2 separate regions of the Anser cygnoides genome follow, and region 1 is linked to region 2. The links are chromatin contacts, called in public Hi-C maps. All regions are on one chromosome and are shown on one strand. Each heading gives the region's core, a stretch centred on a gene start, on an enhancer-like site or on the middle of the called end of the contact. The rest is flanking DNA. Distances are from core to core; before and after follow the strand shown. Region 1 holds the start of CDK8 (cyclin dependent kinase 8). Region 2 has its middle 28 kb from the start of GPR12.

The links. A called contact is a pair of places that touch in the nucleus more often than the background predicts.
Region 1: a contact with region 2 is called in a Hi-C map of liver, with 2.7 times the contacts expected there. The contact joins the promoter of CDK8 here to the enhancer-like site in region 2. A contact is called at or near these places in 3 of 7 Hi-C or Micro-C datasets (granulosa cells and liver).

What each region holds. Positions count from the first base shown.
Region 1 is chr1:191,062,027-191,068,584 of Taihu_goose_T2T_genome, forward strand. CDK8 (cyclin dependent kinase 8) reads right to left here and starts at 3,065. Exons shown (of 12, transcript XM_066989752.1): 1 at 2,898-3,065. The coding sequence starts at 3,025.
Region 2 is chr1:190,865,406-190,872,395 of Taihu_goose_T2T_genome, forward strand. No RefSeq gene overlaps it. Among named protein-coding and RNA genes, the nearest start is that of GPR12, 28 kb to the left of the region's middle. Within about 2 kb of position 4,481, at least 1 of the 3 cell types and tissues checked has open chromatin away from gene starts, as enhancers often do.

The sequences.
Region 1 (6,558 bases), core at 1,815-4,314, 200 kb after region 2:
CCTGGGTTGAGCAACATTTCCGAGCGCCCAGGCGGCACACAAAGCAGATTTTTACGCAGGAACTGGAATTCTCTAGGCAATAAAAAGTGAACTAACTGTCCTAGTGCCACCAGCAACAAGAGGATCGCCTTCTTGATCCCAAGTCTGATGCCTTCTCTTGTACCCTGCTGCTCTAACACACTCAGCTCGGAGCCTGCTGCAGGTCCTGCGCTGATGGGAGAGGCAGCACCGCTCACCACACAGCCAGGAAGGTTCTCTTCAGCCACAGAGACTACAAACTTCACAACAAAAGGAATTGAAGTGAGAACCGGAGAGCCACACGCAGTTTTGCCATGGGCAGCGCACCGCGCGGTGCTGAGCTGTAACTCTTCGATTGGTGCTCACCGACCTGAGGGCCGGCAGGTTCAGGTTTGGGCACCGAACACCCGAGAAACACCCGCGGAACCGTGCCTGGCGATTCCCTTTTGGACGTTCTCAACACAAGCAGCCCGGCCCAAAGCCCTGCTTCGTGGCAAGGGGCGCGGCGCGGCTGCAGCAGCCGTCGGGCCGGAGCGGGGCTGAAAGCCAGGCTATGCCCTCGTCGGGTCACCCAAGGCCAGGCGGCCTCTCTGCTCCTTTTAAAAACCTTCTCACCACCTGAAGACAAGGTGGCTGCCTGCCTGCCCCCCAGAAGGCCCCCCCTGAAGTTCTGAGGGCATCCAGTTACCTCCCTAGGGCTAGGACACGTAGCTCCTAGCTAGTTTTGAACCGCCACGCTCCACCTCAGAGGCGGCTGCAAAGGCAATCAACAAGCGGCGAAGACGCTGCAGCGCTGAAGGCGCCAGCTCCTACGACCTGTGAGCTGCGTTTTCATCACCAGGAGCTTCTGAACACAGATTCACACAAGCTGTGCTATTAAAACACAGCTCTTCTCTGTAATTGTTCTAATCATGAGACATCCGCACGTAGAGCACATCACTTAAGAAGGAGCAGCCTCAGTAATCCCAACAAAACATTTGCAGTCCTGCAGTACGCCTCCTTCAAAGCACCCTAAAACACGTGACGCATTTTAATAGACATTGAACTTGCGTTATTTTAAATAAATTTGAGAATTATACAATGCAGTTTAAGGCAAATGCATATCTTTATAGGAAAAAAACACGCACGTTCAAGCAAAAGACAGCAAACAGCTTAAGGCATGAAGAAAGTTGGAGCTGCACGAGCTCAACCAAATGAGGTGGTTATTTTTTCCTCCAGCAGCATGAAACACTTGGGGGACATTCAGACAGCGTCATCTGGCAGATAACACCACACAAGCACTGCACTCCACCTTTCACACACCCGCCGCTGTAAGATGCACGTTATCACGGTGTCAGGAAATTGACTTGCTGGTCTCTATTTGCTTTTGCAATTTCTCTCTTTTTGATAAGGGAATCAGAATGGAATCTTTTACCTCAAGCCTAATCGCAGCCACACAATTTAGCATCACCCATGTGCAGCTAGACCGTAAGCTATAAAAACACCCGCTGATATTTACACCTTAAATGTTTTAGGGATTGTCTGAAGGTGTATTTGAGAAAGAGTTTGCAGATATCTGGCAGGGAAATGAGAAGTGCCAGGGAAAGGGACAGGGAAGGAAGCACTAAGGGAACAATAAGGCAAAAAAAAAGGAGACGACAATTGCAGCTCAGCAGTTTTCTGCTAAACCGGTATTAAACACCGTACCTTGACTCCCCCACCCTCCTGAAGAGAGAGGACCTAAAAAATCACACGCACTTGGAGAACAGAAAATTCTGCTTCATATCCCCCTCTGACTAATTCTCCTTTTCAAGCACACGATTCCATTTTCTGTAATTTCTGGAAATAACACTACCCCCAGCAACTCTGACCGCGCTCTCCCTAACATCACCAAGCAGACTGACAATTTCGTCGAATGAAATAAATCAGAAACCAGACGAGTTCGGAATGACTCCCGCAAACAGCCTGCAGGATCCAGAGGCAAAACGTGCGAGCAGTGGTGGTTAGCTGACTCATAGCAGCAGGCAAAATTCACGCCGAAATAACTGCGCTACGATTAATACCAGCGCGGGCAAGGCTGATGAGATCAGCTGCAGCCGGTCCCGCTGCAAACCTTCTGCAGACAACGGCTCCAGCACTGCTAAGCGAAAGCTTCAGAGAAGCCGATCCCATTTCCAACATAAAGTTAAAGCAGGCTGCAGGCAGTCATTTATCAAATGTGGAAATAACGCCCAGACTTTTCAAATGAGTGTTGTTTCAATGACAACGCACAGAGCACTGCTGTGACCAGGCTCATGGGAATAATGGATGGATGCAGCCGAGAATTTAGGACCTGTTAGCAAAGCCCTTGCCTCCCCGGTTTCTTTTGCTTCCCACTCCCTATTGTTCTGGTGCTGGTGCCATGTCAGGGATTAGTGAGAGCCAGCTGACAGTTCGCCCTATCTTTCTTTAAAGGATTTCTACAGGGAAATTTGTTTGCTGGAGTGTGTGCTAAAAAGCATCGCGAATAATGATCCCTGAATGCATCCGAGAGCCCTGCAAGGAGCAGCAGCCTGCAGCTCCAGCAGCAGCCTGCAAGAACACCTAAAATGGTGCCTACAAGTGATAACCCAGACAGGAAAGCCCCGTAAAAGAAAAAAGGAGCGGCTCCCCGCTCTACAAAGCCCGGCCGAGCGCTTTGAGCGCTGCTTGCTCCCCCAGAGCCCAGCGCCGCTTGGGGCGAGGGCTTCTCTCGAGCCGGGGATGCGACCCACAAAAAGCCGTCGGCACTCGGAGGGGACGGGACGAGAAGAGCCGGGTTGGGAGGGACCGAAAGGACCCCGGAGGGGCCACGGGGAGAGAAACCGGGAGGGGAGGGCACGGAATTGGGGGGGAGGGGGGGGGGGCGGCTCCTCACTCACCCGTCCTTGCGCTTGGCTTTGTAGACGTGCCCGTAGGTGCCCCTGCCCACCTTGCAGCCCTCGTACTCGAAGAGGTCCTCCACCCGCTCCCGCTCGCCGGTCAGCTTCACCTTGAAGTCATAGTCCATCTTCGGCGCCCCCCCCCCCCCCCCAACACCGGGCAGCCGCCGCCGCCGCCCCCCCCCGCAGGCAGCCGCGCACCCCCCGCCCACCCAGCAGCAGGACGAGGACGAGGAGTAGGAAGACGACGGAAAGGAGGAGGAGGAGGAGGAGGAGGAGGAGGAGGAGGAGGAGGAAGGCCCCGGGCCGCCCCCCGCCTCCCTCCCCAGCCCCGCTCCGCGGCCGCCCCCCGCCCGCCCGGCGGCACACCAGCCGGTCTCTCCCCCGGCGGAATACGGCCGCCGCGCCTGACGGCACTGTCGCAAAGCGACGTCGCAAAACCGCCGCGGAGCCGCCACCGCCTCCTCCTCCTCCTCGCCCGCTCGCCGGCCGCGTGGAAGGCGGCGGGTGGAGGGCGGGGCCCCGCCTCCTCGCCCGGCCCAGCATGCCTTGCGGCGCGGGGGCATGCTGGGAGGTGTAGTGCGGTGGGAGGGGTGGGCGCGGCGCGGCGCGGGGCATGACGGGAGTGGTAGTCCCGGCGGCGGGGCCGCGGGGCGCGCTGGGAAGTGTAGTCCTCAGCCGGCCTGGGGGCGCAGGGGGAAAATGAAGGGAGCTCAGCAAGAAAAGAGGGCAGAGGCCGCCTTTTCTGCAAATGTTTTTTTTTTTTTTTTTCATCAGCTTTTCCTGCCATGTGGGTTACATGCCACCCACAGCTAATATATACGTGTATTTTCTGCTGCATCGCTCCGTTTGCACTTGTATTGCTGGCAATGCTCCATCAGTTCGGGTGAATAGTCCCCCAGTCATAGGAGATTTGAAACATGAAGTACAACTTCAACTTTCTAACGAGAAGAAATCAATGTTGACACCTCAAGACCAACTTTTAGTTCAGCTTCATGGAAAACTGCAAACTTTTTGTGCTTTACTTTAAAAATCTATCCAAATATGATTTCAATAAAAAATGTTTACTTTGGGGCCCCATTCTTACAAAGAAAGAGACGACCAGGCCATGATCTGCTCTTCTTCACTTTCAGGTCCCCACAAAGGCTCTTTTCATCAATTGAATTTCTTATCTCTCATTTTGTCTCCTTGCCTTTTGTGCAATCTCAGAAGTCAATCTGAAAACACACATTTAACATGTCCTGCTGAATCTGGTTCTTCGGAGCTTTCATTTTTCTCTTTTTTTCTTCCCACCTTCATGGCTTGCTTTATAACATCCTTCTGTTCCAGGTCTTTTTGTTTCTAATGTTTCCTGCACACACGCTTTAGACATTTTTTCTTTGAAATCACACCTGTAAAACAAATCAGGGTTCCCCATAGCAAAACAACCTAGTACTGTGTTAGTGTTGATCATGTGCAGAGGGGCAGAGATAGTTACCAAAGCGAGCAGTGTCCTGACAGCAGTCAAGGCGGATTCACACCATAAACGTCTCTGAATGCAGGGAATTGTGTTTCAAGTGAAAGGCCTGGTTTGTCTGGGGACTGCCTGGGCTGCAGGAATGAGCAGATGCTGCTGAGTGTTGAGGTAACTGCACCGGATAAAGAGGGTTCTGTGCCCAAGCTGGAGCAGCAGTGCTGGAAGCAGAGCTGGTTTTGTTCTGTGCACGTTTACACGGCCACGATGCAGGTGCTAGAATCCGAATTTGTGAAGCAAAGTTTATGGTTAGGGGAACGAACAAAAAGCTACTTGCTCTGTGTTTTGCACTGTTAACAAATAGAGAAAAAACATATAAAAGTAAATCTTTAACTTTCTTGCTTTCTCAACATCTATTTTTAAGTGACTAATACACAATACTCAGTCACATCCCCATGCCATTAGAATGTTCACTTGCTCCATTTACCAATTTGCCAAATTTGAGCATAATCTTGCTTTTCAGGGCAATTTTTCATTTCAGAGTAGCTACCTGCTAATAGTTTATCCCTTTTTCCCTGAAGGGATATTTTCTGTAGCAGTGTGACTAAGGTGTTCCCGGCTTGGTACTGAGTGAAAGAGGGCCAGTCCTGATAAATGCTGTACATCTTCCTCTTCTGCTTAGATCAGTGAAAGCTGAAAGCAGAAGAATAATGTTGGTGGTGTTGTTTCCTTTTTTGTTGTCATTGTTTTTTTTTTTTTCCTTTTCTGTGTGTAAAGAAAAACAACCGTACTTGCACAGTGTGAACACCTTCTGGAAACCTTGCACTTGCTAATGCGCAGATCTGTTAGCTGAATACTGACAGCATTTAAGAACGCAGTTTACTTGAAGCTAAAGTGCTGCTTCTGCAAACAGTTTGGTATGTAAAGTTAAGTATTCTGCATTTTGCACTTAACTATAACATTGATTTGACTAGCAAAGTGTCCTAGATTCTGGCAGGAGTGCAAGTTACCAACAACCATCTGCCCATTCTTTGGATCCAGGTCCGGTATAGCAGAGAGTTATGTTAGAAAGTGGTGGGACATCAGTTCGCCAGACGCGTGACCATCTTCAGTAACTCTCTGTCTGGCTGCTTTATGCTCCTGAAGAAGTCAGAGAATCAGTTCTAAAGAATCTTGACAGATCTTCAAAATTCTGCCTAGATTACTTTTGTTATTGAAAAGAGGCCTACTGTAGGAAAACAAACCCTAATATTGAATATTATTTGACTATTTTATATTATTTCAACAAACTGAATCATAGAAAGGGATCTCTGGAAGTTAGCTAATTCAATATTTTTCTTAAATCAGGGTTACTATTAAATTCAGGTTGCTTGGGGCTTTGTCTTGAAAACCTCTGTGGAGGGAGATTCCACAGCCTCTCTGGACCTGACTGTCCTCAGGGTGAAAATTCTTGTCCTTATACCTACCCTAAACATCCCTTCTTTCAAACTTACGGCAACAGTCTCTCCTCCCGCTGTGCACTTGGGCAAAAAGCCTGGCCCTGTCTTCTTTGCCAGTGCTGGCAGGCTGCCCCTTCTCCCAGCTGAACAAGCCCTGGTGCCCACGGCCGCTCGCATGGACGTGCTCCAGCCCGTGACCGTCTTGGTGCTCGCTGCTGAGTTCCCTCCAGCTTACCAATAATTTTCAGTATTGATATTGTTCTACTGAAGACCCCCAACCCGGGCACTCTATTATTAAGTTCTGTATTAAAAGATTCTGCCCTACTTACATATGTAATAAAATCTAATAAAGTTACTTTCTAAAGAAATTAAATGACTGAAGAATCAAATTAAAGCAGACTTTCAGAGCTTATTTTGAAAAATTTAGTAATTGCCTGAGGTTTGCTGCCCTCTAAAGGCTACCTTTATTATTATTGCAGAGGAAGTATTTTATTGTGGAAAGTATCCCTACAGTGCAATAATATTCAAGGAAAGATCTACTATTGTTATTTTTGTGCTAACTATGTGGCATAAAATAAACAAATACTGTACGTAGTTATATTGTACTGTTGTGAAGCATGAATATAAAATGAACAGAGAATTCTGCACCATAGGGAAGGTCAGTAGAAAAAGTCGAAAAAGGACTATTTCAGTAGAAGCTTTAAGTAAGGAAATACAAGTTTACTTATCTATTTTCCTAAAATATATTATAACCTTCTTCTGGATGAGC
Region 2 (6,990 bases), core at 3,231-5,730:
TTCTTACGACATGTTTTCATGACCAAAACTTCAAGTTTTCAGTGGTTATAAATGAAGCAACAGCTGTAGGAAAAGGTGACACTTTACCGAAATTGACATACCTGGAAAAAAAAAAAAAAGTTTTGATGTGCATAAGGCTGTTTTCGTGTCCATTCTTAATTTTGACCAGAATTATTAAAACTACTGGTGGGTAAGGGCCATGCAGCACATTGCTGGGGATGTTCCAAATACTTGTTTTATGGTAGGCATGCGTACAAGTGCTTATGCAGTGCCCAGCACTGTGCAGCCTCTCTCAACAGAGAAAACAGATTCACTAAATTACCCTAGGAAAAAAAAAAAAAAAAAAAGAATTCACTAGAAGCTAATGAAAATGCAGCAAGGTGAGTGCACTCCTGACAGCGTCAGATCCTAAGAAAGATTTCTTTGCTGGGAAGATAATGCGAAGAGAATGATGAAAAGAAGTCTGTTTGCTGCATTTTTGCCACCTGTTCACAGGAGGTTTGTTGGGTTTTTTTTTGGTTTAGTTCACTTCAAGAAACTGCAGTCATCTGGCAGAGCTGAAACGCAAATACAAATTAAAATGTCAGCCCCAGAACTTGTTTTGGCTGGATATCTGCAGAGATAGGATGATATGATAATTGTACAATTCAGACTCTAGGCGCTTCAATAGAATTATCTGCGGGCAAAATGAAATAAATTGCCTTGAAAGAAATCATTCATTGCAATAACTAATTAAATGGGCTGCATCTTCAAAAAAAGAAAAGAAAAATAAAGGTATCAGAATCCATTCCCTGTTCTTTAAAACATCAATCTGTTTAATGGAATTTGCTGTATCAGAAGCTTTCTTTCCTCTTTTATTTGCCTAGATAGGGCACAACCAAAGAAATCAAAGGACTTCCCCACAGCAGCATGAGAAATGGAGAAACAAGGAATGCCAAGGAGATGCAGCCTTTAAATGCCACAGTGGAGAACAGAAGAAGTAGCCTGCCTGCACAAGTGTCTGCTGGACGTGCAGAAGCTGCATTACAGATGGTTATGGACCAAGCTGGCTCAACACTGATTTCTATTCTCCAAGAGATTCTGCAGGGAAAACCTTAGTCCAGCAAAGTCATCATTTTGAGTAATCCTCTTGCAAATCATTGTAGGGACTCTGAAAAAATGTGATTTTTTCAAGCTGTTAAATCAGGCTGCCTGAAGAACCTTCCAAAATGTCATCCCACACCCAGCACTGCCATCCCAAGGGCGCCTGTGGTCACCTTCCCTCCGGACTGACACCTGGAGAAGGGGCTTTGCCTCTGGTCCCCAGGACCTGTCCCAGCAGTAGGAGGGCTCTGGATGCCACTCCAAGGCATGGAAATGATTTGCTTACAAGGCACAGGCACCTCTGCCCATTTCCCTCACATACTTTGCCTACTTTTTTCCAGCTCATGCTTGTCCTTTGGGTTGCTGTTTGCACCAGGTATCTCCACTTTGGTACCAGCAGTCCTTGTGTCAGCCCTTCAAGCTCCCCAGACCCATTCCCAGCTGCAGCCCCCTGCCCAACCATCCCCATCCCCTCTCTGCAGCCAGCCCTACTTCTCCCATCGCACCACACACCTTTTCTCCTCCCACCACCTTCTTCTGTCCTCTGGCACCTGCTGCTTCTTCTTGCATCTCCCTAAGTCCATCAGACTTCAGACAGACCTGAGTTGTGCAAAGCCGATTAAAACCAGACGAGGAAAAAAATGATGTCAAGAGCCCAAATAAAGTTCCTTGTGGCACTAATGACTGCATTTATTATACAGAAGGATGGAGAGCAGCTGATGGGGGGGGAAAAAGGGGGAAATAGCGCAGCTGAGACTTGCAGAACAGGGTGCAGGGACCCAGCCAATGTGCTGGCGTGCCACGTTCACCGCGTGCTGCTCCCGTGCCTCACCACAAACTGCACAGCACGCAGTTTTATGTACCTCCTGTGGGTGTTCAGTCAATTTTAATCGTGTTTCGTGTTGTGACAAGCTCTTGGAAAGAGACATTGTTCTGATGGAAATGTTTTCTTTCGTTGTCACCTTTCCCTTCTATTCAAGATCAAAGCAGATTGTAGAGAAATAGAGCCTGGAGAACAGAACTGGGGAAGCAGGTTGCTATGGGGCTCTCGCCAGCCCGGAGGAATGAACAACGCAACCAAGACAGAGCAATTCCTTTCCCAGACACGGTGCTGGCTGGTGCTGTGGTTACTCCCTGGACAGATCCAGACCAGAAGGAGGCTGTACGGGGAGACACGCCGCATGCTGTACGCGTGCACTGACAGCACGGAGCTTGCTGAGATGACTTGTTTCAATCTGAGTCCACTCCCTGCCTTGTGTCCTTGCAGCATACAATTAATATGGCAAATCTCTCTGCTCATGGGTGGGCTTTTAAATATGAAATTGCCCGGCCTCCTGTTCAGGTAACATAGCTGCCTGCCAATTATCCCTCAAATTCAGGCTAGACTGCAGGGTTCATCTTTTTTTTTTCTGTGGTTATATGGCTCTTGGCATCGCAAGATTCTGGCCATAACCTCAAATGCTAATAAAATGGAAATGTCTGCAACCCTTTTATTGTTCTGAAAGAACAAAAACCCCATCTGGAAACTGCAGACCTATCAAGTTTATTAAGAAAGGCAAAACTGATCCTTTTTATGTTATTAGCACTATTGGCTTGTAATCTCTTGATGCAGTTTAGACATTACAGAGTTTCAGATTTAATATTCTGCCCAGAGGATGATATAAAAGCCACTATTGATTTTCATTCCCTGTAAGCAGGCTTCATCTCTATGTAAATTAAAGATTCTATAACATATTTCACATTATAGATTAGTTGTCATTCAAGCACTGATCTATTCTTACACCAGCAGGCTGACAGCTGATAGCTTCCAGACAATAACACACCTAATGAAATCTGGTTCGACCTTTGAGCATTAACACCTGTGGTTTTGGATATATCATCAGGTTTCCTGAGGAAAATTTTGGGTGAATTTTATATATATATTTTTTCTTTTATGAAAGAATGAGTGGTGTACTTAGTGGTGCTGCAAAAAGCATCAGTCACCTTCGTTATTTTAGGGGAAGAGTGATTGCCATTTTTCACTGGAGGGGGACAGCAGAAGGTGCCAACATCTTCCATCTACCAACTATTCACATCCTTCCAGCATTTGGAGAAGTTCCAGGATAGCGAGAGAAAGAGAAGCAGCAATATAAATGTGCTAGGATCCTTCACACAAAGCAAATCCAAAATCCCAGCTGGCTTCTCCCCTAACAGCGTGCAGTCAGGAACACGGGCGCTGCGAACAGCTCTGACAGCACTCGGTGAGGGTGTTCCCTACAGGCTCTTCCCTTGGAGACCAGGAGACATTTGCTTTCTCCTCCTCGTAATGGTGGTGGAGACAGTGACAGGACCCACAGCTGGCATTAGGAGGTCTCTGAGCATGGCAAAATCCACGGCACTTCTCCCAAGCCAGGCTGCAGAGGGACCACCGAGGTCATCTGGGTTGGGCATTTTAGGCTCCGCTATGGCCATCAAAGGTCTGATGATGAAACCTGCTGCACAAATGCAGTCTGCACAACTAATTAGTCTGGTGACTTTTATTACTTTATAGACTGAACATAGATGCTCAGCTTCTCTAGGGCTCGAGCACACATCTGAACGAAGCTGAAAGCACTCACCAGCACAAAGCTGCTGCAGTCAACACCTCTCCCAGCTTTTTGGAGGCGTGCTCTTCACGGCGTGCCCATTGGTACCACTCGGTTACTGACACAGGACCAGTTAAAATCATCTGCAGAGGGCCATTCCCGGGGTCTTTACCCTCTTAGAGCCACCCTGCTAGTAGAGCAGACCACGTCCCAGGAGCTGTTTCTCTTGTTGCAGAACGTGGGTCAGTCGGGTGCCTCCGGGGAAAGAAGTCAGAAACATTTTAGTGAGACAATCAGCAGTTTTAAAGACCCTGAAACCTTACCAATTTACACAGGAATATTTACTCTGTGGCTGTGTAGTAGAATTAAATACAGGCATTAAGAGTTTGGGGAACAGTGAACAGCGTGAATCTCCGTATCTTCATCTCTTGGCTGGGGTCTCATACAGCTGAATCTTAATTAGAATAAACTCCGAGGCTTGCCCCTTTTGTCCACTGGAGGTCAGCAGCCTTCTACAGAAATACCGCTCCTCTTGTCTGGTGTAAAGGCTTGCAGGGGACAGAAACATCACAGCAGCACCCAATTCTCCTGACAGCAGATTTTTAAGGCTTCTGGTACAATGAGATGAAGACAGAAGCCTAGTGTGGGTCCATCACTCTCAAGGGAAGATCTCTGCTCGCACTTCCCTTCTCCGTCAAGCTAAGTCTTTAATAACATCGCACAAAGAAGTGAATGAACCTCAGATTTACCATTTTCCCAGGTGCTGGGCAGGCTCCAGCAGGGCAGAGGCTGCCAGGGTCCTCTCCCAGCTCCAGTGGGAGTCAAACCCCTCGCTCCCCTCCCAGGTCCGGCAGCGTCTCACTGAGCGGGGAACTCCTAGCGGGTGACACTGTGCTCAGGTATTTCCTGCTTACTTCATTATCTGGCCTCGTATTTGAATCAAACTCAAAAATGCAATGGCCGGATGAAAGGTTTTCACTATCTCGTTAATCCTACTTGGCTCGTTTTCTAGGATTAGCACCGGGGAAGCTGCCTGGTCAGGCAGCCACGCGAGCTGCCTAGGAGAGCTCTGCTGCACCACATGGCTTTCAGAAGCACGACAGCAATGCTTCTTCACCTTACGAGGCACAGGGTGTGAAGATGCAGGTTTCTGCCTCTCCCAGACTTAGAAATATACGATGGTGAGGAATGACGGTATTAGTGGACAAGAGTGAACGTGTATTGGAAGTGTAGACAGCTGCGACACGGAGCTGTTTGGCAGTCATGCACTTACCACAGCCACCTCCTGGGCACTGTCCATACCAATATTTTGGCTCACAAGTGCTTCTGAAGCAAATCTCCTGCTTCATCCCACTCGCCATCCCTTAATCCACGTGATGGAGCAGTGCATGAATTCAACTCCTTCCAGCTGAAGCTAAGCCTCAGACATGCTCCCTCTGGGTTTTGTTCACAGAACCAGACTAAAACCAGGATGAAGCAGAACTCCTGAAATGTCCGTAGTGCCGACCAGTGCTCCCTGCTCGAATTTACAGACACGCTTTCTGAGGTTCATGTAACACGGACACGGTCTGACCTGCTAGTTGACATCATGGCTGTTTAAGCAGCAGTTTCACCTATTTCCAGTAGTGTGCTTGTCATCCATAAATCTCAAAACAATTTGAGTAAGAGGAAAGTAATGTTATCAAGGACTCTCTTTACCTGTCTGTCTAAATTGGGCACCAAAGAGAAAATGGGAGGCATTAAGTGTGATTAGGTGTGACAGTGTCCCCAGTACCACGTATCTGAAGAGATGGAACCCCCAAAATCCACATTACTGTCTTTAACTTCTGTTCTAAGAAATGAATGGTGCCCTGATATCTTTGGTTCTGTTCTGCCAAGAAGTCAGATGTCCTAAGGGGTCAGCTTTGCTCTTACCTTCTCACCACTTCTCCATTATTTCCATTGCACTTACTCTCCTTGAGCCTACGTTTTTTTTTCACTTCTTATCTCCTGGGCAGCCTTGGGATCCCCGGCAGCATTCAGCAAACAGATAGGTGGGAATAAATGGCTGCAGCCCAACAAAACAGAAGCGATACCTGCAGCAGACTGGTAATTACAGCAATTGTGCAAAGCTCACAACTGGAAGCCTTAAAATTGAGCTGTGCTTTGGAAGTACATTTTACCCACATATTCCTTAAATATCCTACCACCCCGATTTTCCGTGCTTTACTTTGTGAGCAGAAAACATTCCTGGTTCACTACACTCCTTTTAATAATTCCTGTATTCATGAATTTTAAAAAAGATCTATTTACTATTTAAATGTCATCTTAATCTATTCACCCTAATCGGATAGCAAGGCCAGCCGCGTGTCAGTGCTGTTTGTACTCTCGCATCTCATATGATCAATGAAAGAAATAAAAGCTGAAGCACACAGATGGCTGGATTGAAAGGAAAGGTCATTCCATACTGGAACTGATGAGGTGAAGAGAATAAAATATGTAAGGTGACCTTCAGGGAGAAGGTTAAAACTTAGCCTCACCATCCAGAGGGCATTTCTGTATGGAGATAAAATAAAACAAATACAACGTGTCATCAATTATTCACTGAAATATCTTCACCTATTCTTTAGCACAGGAAAGATCTTGGCCTTTCTCGTCTTCCCCATCTCAGTCCTAAAATCTCTATTTTCCTACCTGCCATTTAAGAGAAAAAAGAATGCCATGAAATTATGGTGTTATTGTCCCCATTTAACTGAGGCATCCTGTACTTAAATGTTTTTTCTTAGATGCTACAGTAAGAGAAAAGCTAGACAACCCTCCGTGCCTCTCATCTCAAATAACCGTAGCTGTTAGCAGCTGCCTCCCAATTTGGTATATTTTAACAAGATTTAGAAATCCCTAAAGTGAGGATTTATTATCTCTTTCAGCAAAGAATGAAGTAAATCTATCATGCCATATAAATAATTCATATAAATTCTAGAAACATATCAAGGAATATAGGTCAGGAGGGGCGCCAGCGGAGAGGGATGGAATGCCCTTTACTTGGAGCATGTGGTAGACCTAAATTCAGTTTTCTAGACAGATTATGTCAACTTAAAGAATGAAGATGGCTCTTAAATCATTTAAAAAGCAAAGGGTGACTTGACAGTCGCTAGGGGTTTTGAAGAGAATACAGAGGATGAGATAAAATATAACTATTTTTTTCAGATAAGAATTTGTCTTATGTAAGTTAGGTGGGTACAAAGAAGGCGATCTTGGATATCTTTGTAAGAAGGGTTTGTGATATGTCACAATGGTGATTTTCAACAGTGAAAGAAAATCAGTGATCCATCACTGAGAGAAGCAATGAGCCAACCGGCAGGAG